Regions from separate parts of the Astyanax mexicanus genome. Here region 1 is linked to region 2. A link is a contact called in public Hi-C data. All regions are on one chromosome and are shown on one strand. Each heading gives the region's core, a stretch centred on a gene start, on an enhancer-like site or on the middle of the called end of the contact. The rest is flanking DNA. Distances are from core to core; before and after follow the strand shown. Region 1 holds the start of ppwd1 (peptidylprolyl isomerase domain and WD repeat containing 1). Region 2 holds the start of cwc27 (CWC27 spliceosome associated cyclophilin).

Region 1 (3,528 bases), core at 663-3,162, 170 kb after region 2:
TCATTAGCACGTGTGCAGCTGTGTAGTTCACTTTGCTGTTGTTGTTGTTGTAGTTGTGTTGATGTTTTCCAGGTTGTTTGCTGTGTGTCTGCTTGTTTAGTGTGTGTGCTCGTGCTGCTGCAGGCTCGTGCTGCTGCAGGATCGTGGTAAAATACAGCAGATACGGAGATAAAGAAGAAGCTACAGGAGAGCTGAAGGCAGGCAGGCCGGTGCAGCTGCCCACCGGTCTCTCCCCGCCGCTTTAAAGCACGAGCTGCGCAGCGCCGGGAGGTTTTGCGTGACGTCAGTGCAGCTGTGGAGCGCGCATGTCCCCCTGCAGTGGCGCGGTGTGGCGCGTGGGGGCGCTCTGCTATAAAAGAGTGGAGGAGTCATTATTATCAAAAACTTTAATTTATTTTTTTCTTTTGGCTATGTCATATTAATATAACCTAACGCTTTTAGACCCTGCATCCATGGATAGAATGGGTTTTCTTTTTTATGTTTTGTTGCAAATAACGCCAATTAAAGCCTATTGTCAACCAGAATTGAACATATAAAAAGACTATTAAAATATTGCAGTTGCTTAGGCTCCTCCTACTGCTTCAGAAACAACAGCAACTCAGACATTAGAGCATGGCTGCACTAGAGCATTTTTTATGTGATTTAGGAAGGTACCCAAGACCCCATATATATATATATATATATATATATATATATATATATATATATATATATATATGTGTGTGTGTGTGTGTGTGTGTGTGTGTGTGTGTAAAATATAATACATACAAGTATGTAAATAATTATCTTCTGTTCTAGTCCCTGTGGGTTTTGCCAAAAGAATAGGAATCTCTGGAGCAGATGCACCCAACATGGCTACTGGCTACTGCACTATTTGAGCTGAACCAATCAAATATTCACAGCAGTGCTACTGATACTATATATATATATATATATATTTTTTTTTTAAGTGTTTTGATTGGGTAATTCTGTACTTTTTGCAGCATATAAAACAGTAGGTTGGTATTCCTAATTTATTTGTTTGTTTGGAAATGTTTGTTTCTTTGTTAATATGTATTTGTATTTGTTATTCATTTGTGTTTGTTTGCTCCTTTAATCTGAGGAATATGAACTAATGTACAGTTAATATGTATGTGAGTTTTATATGATTTATTTAATCAACTTACAAACAACGAACAAATATGTCTATTTATTATCTATTTTTAATAAACCCGTCTGTAAATAAACAAAACACACTCTGTTTTGCTCATTCTTCTTGAGTCTCACTGAAATCCCAACAGGCTAAAAAAAAAACGCATATACCTCCCTGAGGGGCATTAACTAGTTTTGCAGCGACATCTAGTGGTACTCTAGTTATAATGCACCTAGCGGGCATATTTGATCATATTAATACTATTTACTTTTAACCAGTATATTATTTATGCAGTGTGTTTATTAAAGAAGATTTTTGTACAAAATAATTATCTTTGAGCTAGAAGTCATAAACATAGCTGATGAGCAAAAATCTGTCTGGAAAAGCAGCAAATGTGTGTGTAGATAGATAAATAGAAACAGTCACTTAAGTAGTGACCCACTTTTATAGAATACAAACCAAACAATTTTTTAAATACCCTTCAAAAACCCATTTAACATACATATACATGTAAATTTAAGAGAGTTTTTTTATATACAAACTGAGAGATATAAAGAGACAGAGCGTCTTTACCAAATGTTTATTCAGGGGGAAGTTCAGGTGTAAATAACCAGTGATGACTGTTTAAATCAAGTGAGGCCAGATTTTACCTTTTTAATGGAATTACAGAATGCAAAGATCTTTAGAATTGGTGAATCATGCTGTAGGCTGTGTGGTCTGATCAACAGGGGGTTTTACAGCTCCGTACCGAGAGGAGGCGCTGCAGCGGCGGCTGAGCTGACTGACCTCAGTCCGGGAACACGCCGCCGAGGAACGCTGTGTTTGAAACATGGCTGCGGACGCGGAGCGGGAGAGCTCAGAAAACAAGCGAAAACTAGAGGAGGAGGAGGACGGAGATGAAGGCTGGGTCGGCCCCCTGCCCACTGAGGCTGTTCAGACCAAGAAAAGAAAAGGTGAGCTTATTTACCTGAACTGCTTTTATAAAATAAAGACGATTCGGTTAGAGTGATCCAGCTGTAGTTTCCGTTCCACCTTAAATAATGCTGTAGTTTCAGTGCGGCGCTGTATAGACCGGGGCTGGACCAGCTGCAGCTTTTAAGGTGGAATCGATAGATTCAATAAGACGCTAACCATAAGACTTACTTTGTATTTTTGTGTTTTTCTGTTATTGTTATTTACATTTATAACAATTAAGTCTATGCTTTTATGTGATTTTGACACACAAAATTATGTAACCACTAACTTACAGTAGTACCAGTCAAAAGTTTGGACACACGTCTTCTCATTCATTGTGTTTTTTTTTCTTTTTATGATTTTTGACGTAGTAAATTTTATTATTGTTACACTTGCAGAATTAGTCTGTAAACAGAAAGTGTTAAACAGACCAGAATATGTTTTATACTTTAGATCAGGGGTCCCCAACTAGTCTCAGCCATATCGTATCGGACGCAATAATATCGCCAACATTATTTAATATTGTGATCGATATTATATCCAGACATTTTGTACCATAAAACCCACCCCTAATTATCACGTCAGGGTACTACCTTTTTGCTGTTTTCATCAAAAGAAAAAATCACACTGTTCTCATTTCCCATTATATTTCTACTAGAGATAGATTTCTGACCGTATCATTTATTCTACTTTAATCCTGGATGTATGGAGATATATAGAGTGCAATATTAGTATCATGACATTCTGGATAATTGACTTCTGTTACAAATCTGATAAAGTTCTTTTATTGTTTAATATCTCAGTTAGAGGTGTGCTGTATTGTATGCAACAATAAAATTAAAATTAAATTTTGTTGCAAAAGTGTATTCTTGAAATATTTTTGTAATTCAGTGTTTTGTCATTACGCCAAGAGTACTGTTATTGTGAAAATATCATGAAATATTGTGATATTATTTTAGGGCCATATCGCCCACCTCTACTCCAACATTTAAAATGCTAATCTTAAACCTAATTAAATGTCATTCAGCATGTAATATTGAACTTGTTAGGAAACACAGATTGTATTCCTTTAAAAAAAATATATATAAACTTACATAATCACCCAAAATCTAACTTGCTGCATAATCATCCTTTTTTTCCTTATCTGCAGTTCTCGAATATGAAAGAGTGTATCTGGACAACTTGCCTTCCGCAGCCATGTATGAACGCAGCTACATGCACAGAGACATAATCTCCCATATTGCCTGCTCCAAGTAAGTTGTTTTCAACAGGTTTACCTCAAATAGATTTCTGTAAGTTTTTAGTTTTGTAATTTGTTTTGTATTGTTTAGTCTTTAACAAATTTTACTCAGAAATGTATGAAGCTGACTGTTCTGAGTTTGTTGTAAGTCAGTGATTTTAAAGCTTGCTTCCAGCCCACATGTTTTTAAGAACTAGGTAGT
Region 2 (3,388 bases), core at 737-3,236:
ATTCCTGTCATTTTCTACACTTTCCATTTTAGAGTCCAGAAATAATTAACACTATAGCCATCAGTGATTGCAAATCTAGAAAAAAGTTATAGTTAAGCAGATCAAACTAATTATCAAATAATGCCCAAACCTTTAGAATTGCTCCCAAAGATCTTCTCCTTGCTGACAGCCGCCTGCTCTTCTTCCTCGCTCTCTTCAGTGCTTGTGCTGCTAACGTCCAAAACGATGTCCTTCCTGGGGTCCACTCGCACAAAGTTACGACACTCGAACGTCAGGTGACCCGCTGGCAAAGTAAGGAAATCATTTGTTTTGCAACAATAAAGAATTACAGTAATAATGCTAATTAAAAGCTGAATACAAAGTAAATATGATCCAAACGGATCATTCTCAATACTTACGATAGCCACATCTTTTACATCCAGCTCGAATATTATCCTTATTAACACCTGTTTAAAAAACAATTATAAACCCATTAGTAAAGATATGCAGTACTAGTCAAAAGTTTTAATACACCACAATTGTTTAATTGTCCAGAATATCTTTGGACTTTATAACTTGTTTGACAGTAGACCAACACCAGCAGATGACATGCCTCTCCAAACCATTACTGATTGTGGAAATGTCACAGTAGATCTCAAGACTGTGTGTCTCTTCACTCTTCCTCCAGACTCTGGTCCCTTGTTTTCCAAAATGAAATGCAAAATTTACTGATGATCAGTGATGGTTTGGAGAGTCATGTCATCTGCTGGTGTTGGTCCACTGTGTTTTATTATCCAAGTCCAAAGTCAGTGCAGTGTTTTCCCAGAAAATCTTACAGCACTTCATGCTTCCCTCTGCTCATAACTTTTATGGAGATGCAGATTTCATTATCCAGCAGGACTTGGCACACTGCCCACATTGCCAAAAGTACCAATTGGTCTTTTATAATATTTTAATTTTCTAAGATATTGACTGTTGGGGTTTTCATTGGATGCAAGCCATAATCATCAATACATCTATATTATATATGAGCTTTAAATTTTGAACTAAATTACAGAAATATAGTAACTTTTCATTGAAATTTTTATTTTGATGCACTAGTATATGTACAGCTCTGGAGAAAGACCACTTAAAAATGATGAGTTTCTTTAATTTTACCAAATTGAAAACGCAAGATGGATGATCGCAAGCCATCAAACCAAGCGAAACTGATCCAACCCCAACTGCGAAACTGCTTGACTTTTTTGCAGCAGGAGTGGCATTAAGTTAAACAAAAGCAGTGTGTAAGACTGTGCATGAAAAATGTGATTAAAAACCAGTGTTATTCCACCAAATATTGATTTCTGAACTCTTAAAACTTTATGAATATAAACTTGTTTTCTTTGCATTATTTAATAATTTCTTTGCATTTTATTTGGAAGCAATGTTGTCTGTAGTTTATAGAATAATTTTGCTCAAACATATACCTATAAATAGCAAAATCAGAGAAACTGATTCAGAAACGGAAGTGGTCTCTCCAGAGCTGTATATACGCACTAGCGATGAAATAGTGAACGTTTATTTAACGTTTTTTTTGCTGAATATGGTAACGTTAACTAACTAGTGAGCTGGCTAGTTATCTAGCTAACCTAGCTTTACATAGTTGCTGTGAGAACAAAAGCTATTTAAGATAACCTAGCTATTTAACTAAAAGGGATTTTTTAACAAGGCAACGTTTAAATGACACCGTGCAACATTCATATATGTATTTAATAAATATGATCAAAACTAGTGCGCTAACTAGCATCAGTAGTTAGGTTAACTAGCTTAGCTCAGCTAGTTAGTTAGTTAATAGTTATCTTAGCTACATATAGTTTTGTATAGGAGCTGCTACTGTAAGCCTAGCTAAGCTAAGCTAAGCTAAGCTAACCTAGTACTGTTCCAGAATGTTCCGGGCGCGCGCTTCCCGCCAAAACAGGAACAAACGGGGTAAACCAGCTAATCTAAGCTAGTCAGATCTGTAGCTAGTTTTACATACCTGGAACAGCCATTTCAGCTGAGTATAGAGATTTTAATGTGAAAAAAATGCAGCTCGTCCTCAAAACACAACAACACACACCAGGCTCTTCTCCTTCTTCTTCCTCTAGTAGCTTACGGTGAGCATTACCGCCACCCGCTGAAAGCCGGGGAACTTACACACAGGCGTTTATTCAATATTCCCTTTGGCTCTGATACTGACATTAGGCTGTTATCTATGTTATCAATTTACCTGATAATGTCATACATTTTACTTGTATTAGTCTGTTATCAGTGCATTAGGTTCAGTTAGCACTGCAATAGGCAATAATAATGCCTGATATATGTATAATAATGCACGTATAGTACAGATTGCCTTTAGTCAGCAACTATATTTAAACTATTATTAACATGTTAGATTAAGTATTCTAACTCTGTGCTCCAGGCATTTGAGCTTATTATATAAGAGAAAGTGGAAGATGTGCATCCTAATAGGAGGCGAATATTATGGTAAAAAGCCTGACCCAGCATTATACTCATTATATTTTTCTCCCTATAATGACCCACATGTAAGGTTTGTATGGTTGTTAGCGTTTTGTAGTTTGCCACCAGAGGTCTAAACAAGCACATACACACTTTTGTTTATTCAGATATGCACCACATTAGTGTACTCTCAGTTTAAGTGAATCCCTAATACATAAGTGAGGAGTTGAAGACAGGCACACAAAAACACTAACTGTGTCAGTCCCTCAAGGTCAGGCTCTTTTAAAAACACAGTAGTGTTTCAATTAGCTTTTAAGTAGCATTTAAAGTAGTCTTAATCAGTTAACGTAAATCAGGTTATAAATGAACCCTTATTTTTAAACTTCTCAATGTCACTGCTGGACTGAAATAAGTCTACCAGTTGTTGTGTCCCGTGGGTAATGTATGTAGAAACAAGGAGGTGGTTATGATGGTATTCTTGACCAGTCTTTGATGTGTAATGATAACAATGGTTTTAAAATGTGATATTTTGTTCGTTTTTAATATTAAAAGATTTGTTGGAGAGCCTACCCACTTCCTATAATTTCTATCAGAAAATGACTGTGAATCGCTAGAGGGCACCCGCGAGTGAGATCAAAATAAATGGGGGTGAATGGAGCTAAACCGCTACAACTCAAAATAAAAATAGTAAGGTAATTTTATATATATATATATATATATATATATATATATATATATATATATATATATATATATATACATCTCCGGTACATTCCTTTAATTTTGGAAGTCGGAATAGTGTATTTTGCTAATAAAATATATAGAACTCACCTGTATATTTTATATTTTCTACAGTAAACTCACTTGGGTGCGCCCTCTGGTGGTTAAACAAACCTTTCTATTATAGAGATTCTCTGGCATAACTATCTTG

Evidence for each region. Hi-C and Micro-C count contacts between places; a contact is called where the count stands out from the background.
Region 1: a contact with region 2 is called in a Hi-C map of muscle, with 11 times the contacts expected there. The contact joins the promoter of ppwd1 here to the promoter of cwc27 in region 2. A contact is called at or near these places in 2 of 3 Hi-C or Micro-C datasets (both in muscle).

Annotation. Positions count from the first base shown.
Region 1 is chr20:22,824,151-22,827,678 of AstMex3_surface, forward strand. It overlaps ppwd1 (peptidylprolyl isomerase domain and WD repeat containing 1), which reads left to right and starts at 1,913. Exons shown (of 11, transcript XM_022681198.2): 1 at 1,913-2,085; 2 at 3,237-3,339. The coding sequence starts at 1,962. It overlaps adamts6 (ADAM metallopeptidase with thrombospondin type 1 motif, 6), which reads right to left and starts at 233. Exons shown (of 26, transcript XM_022681196.2): 1 at 1-233.
Region 2 is chr20:22,656,424-22,659,811 of AstMex3_surface, forward strand. cwc27 (CWC27 spliceosome associated cyclophilin) reads left to right here and starts at 1,987. Exons shown (of 15, transcript XM_049468458.1): 1 at 1,987-2,114. It overlaps srek1ip1 (SREK1-interacting protein 1), which reads right to left and starts at 2,122. Exons shown (of 5, transcript XM_007255008.4): 1 at 1,997-2,122; 2 at 399-446; 3 at 131-283. The coding sequence starts at 2,009.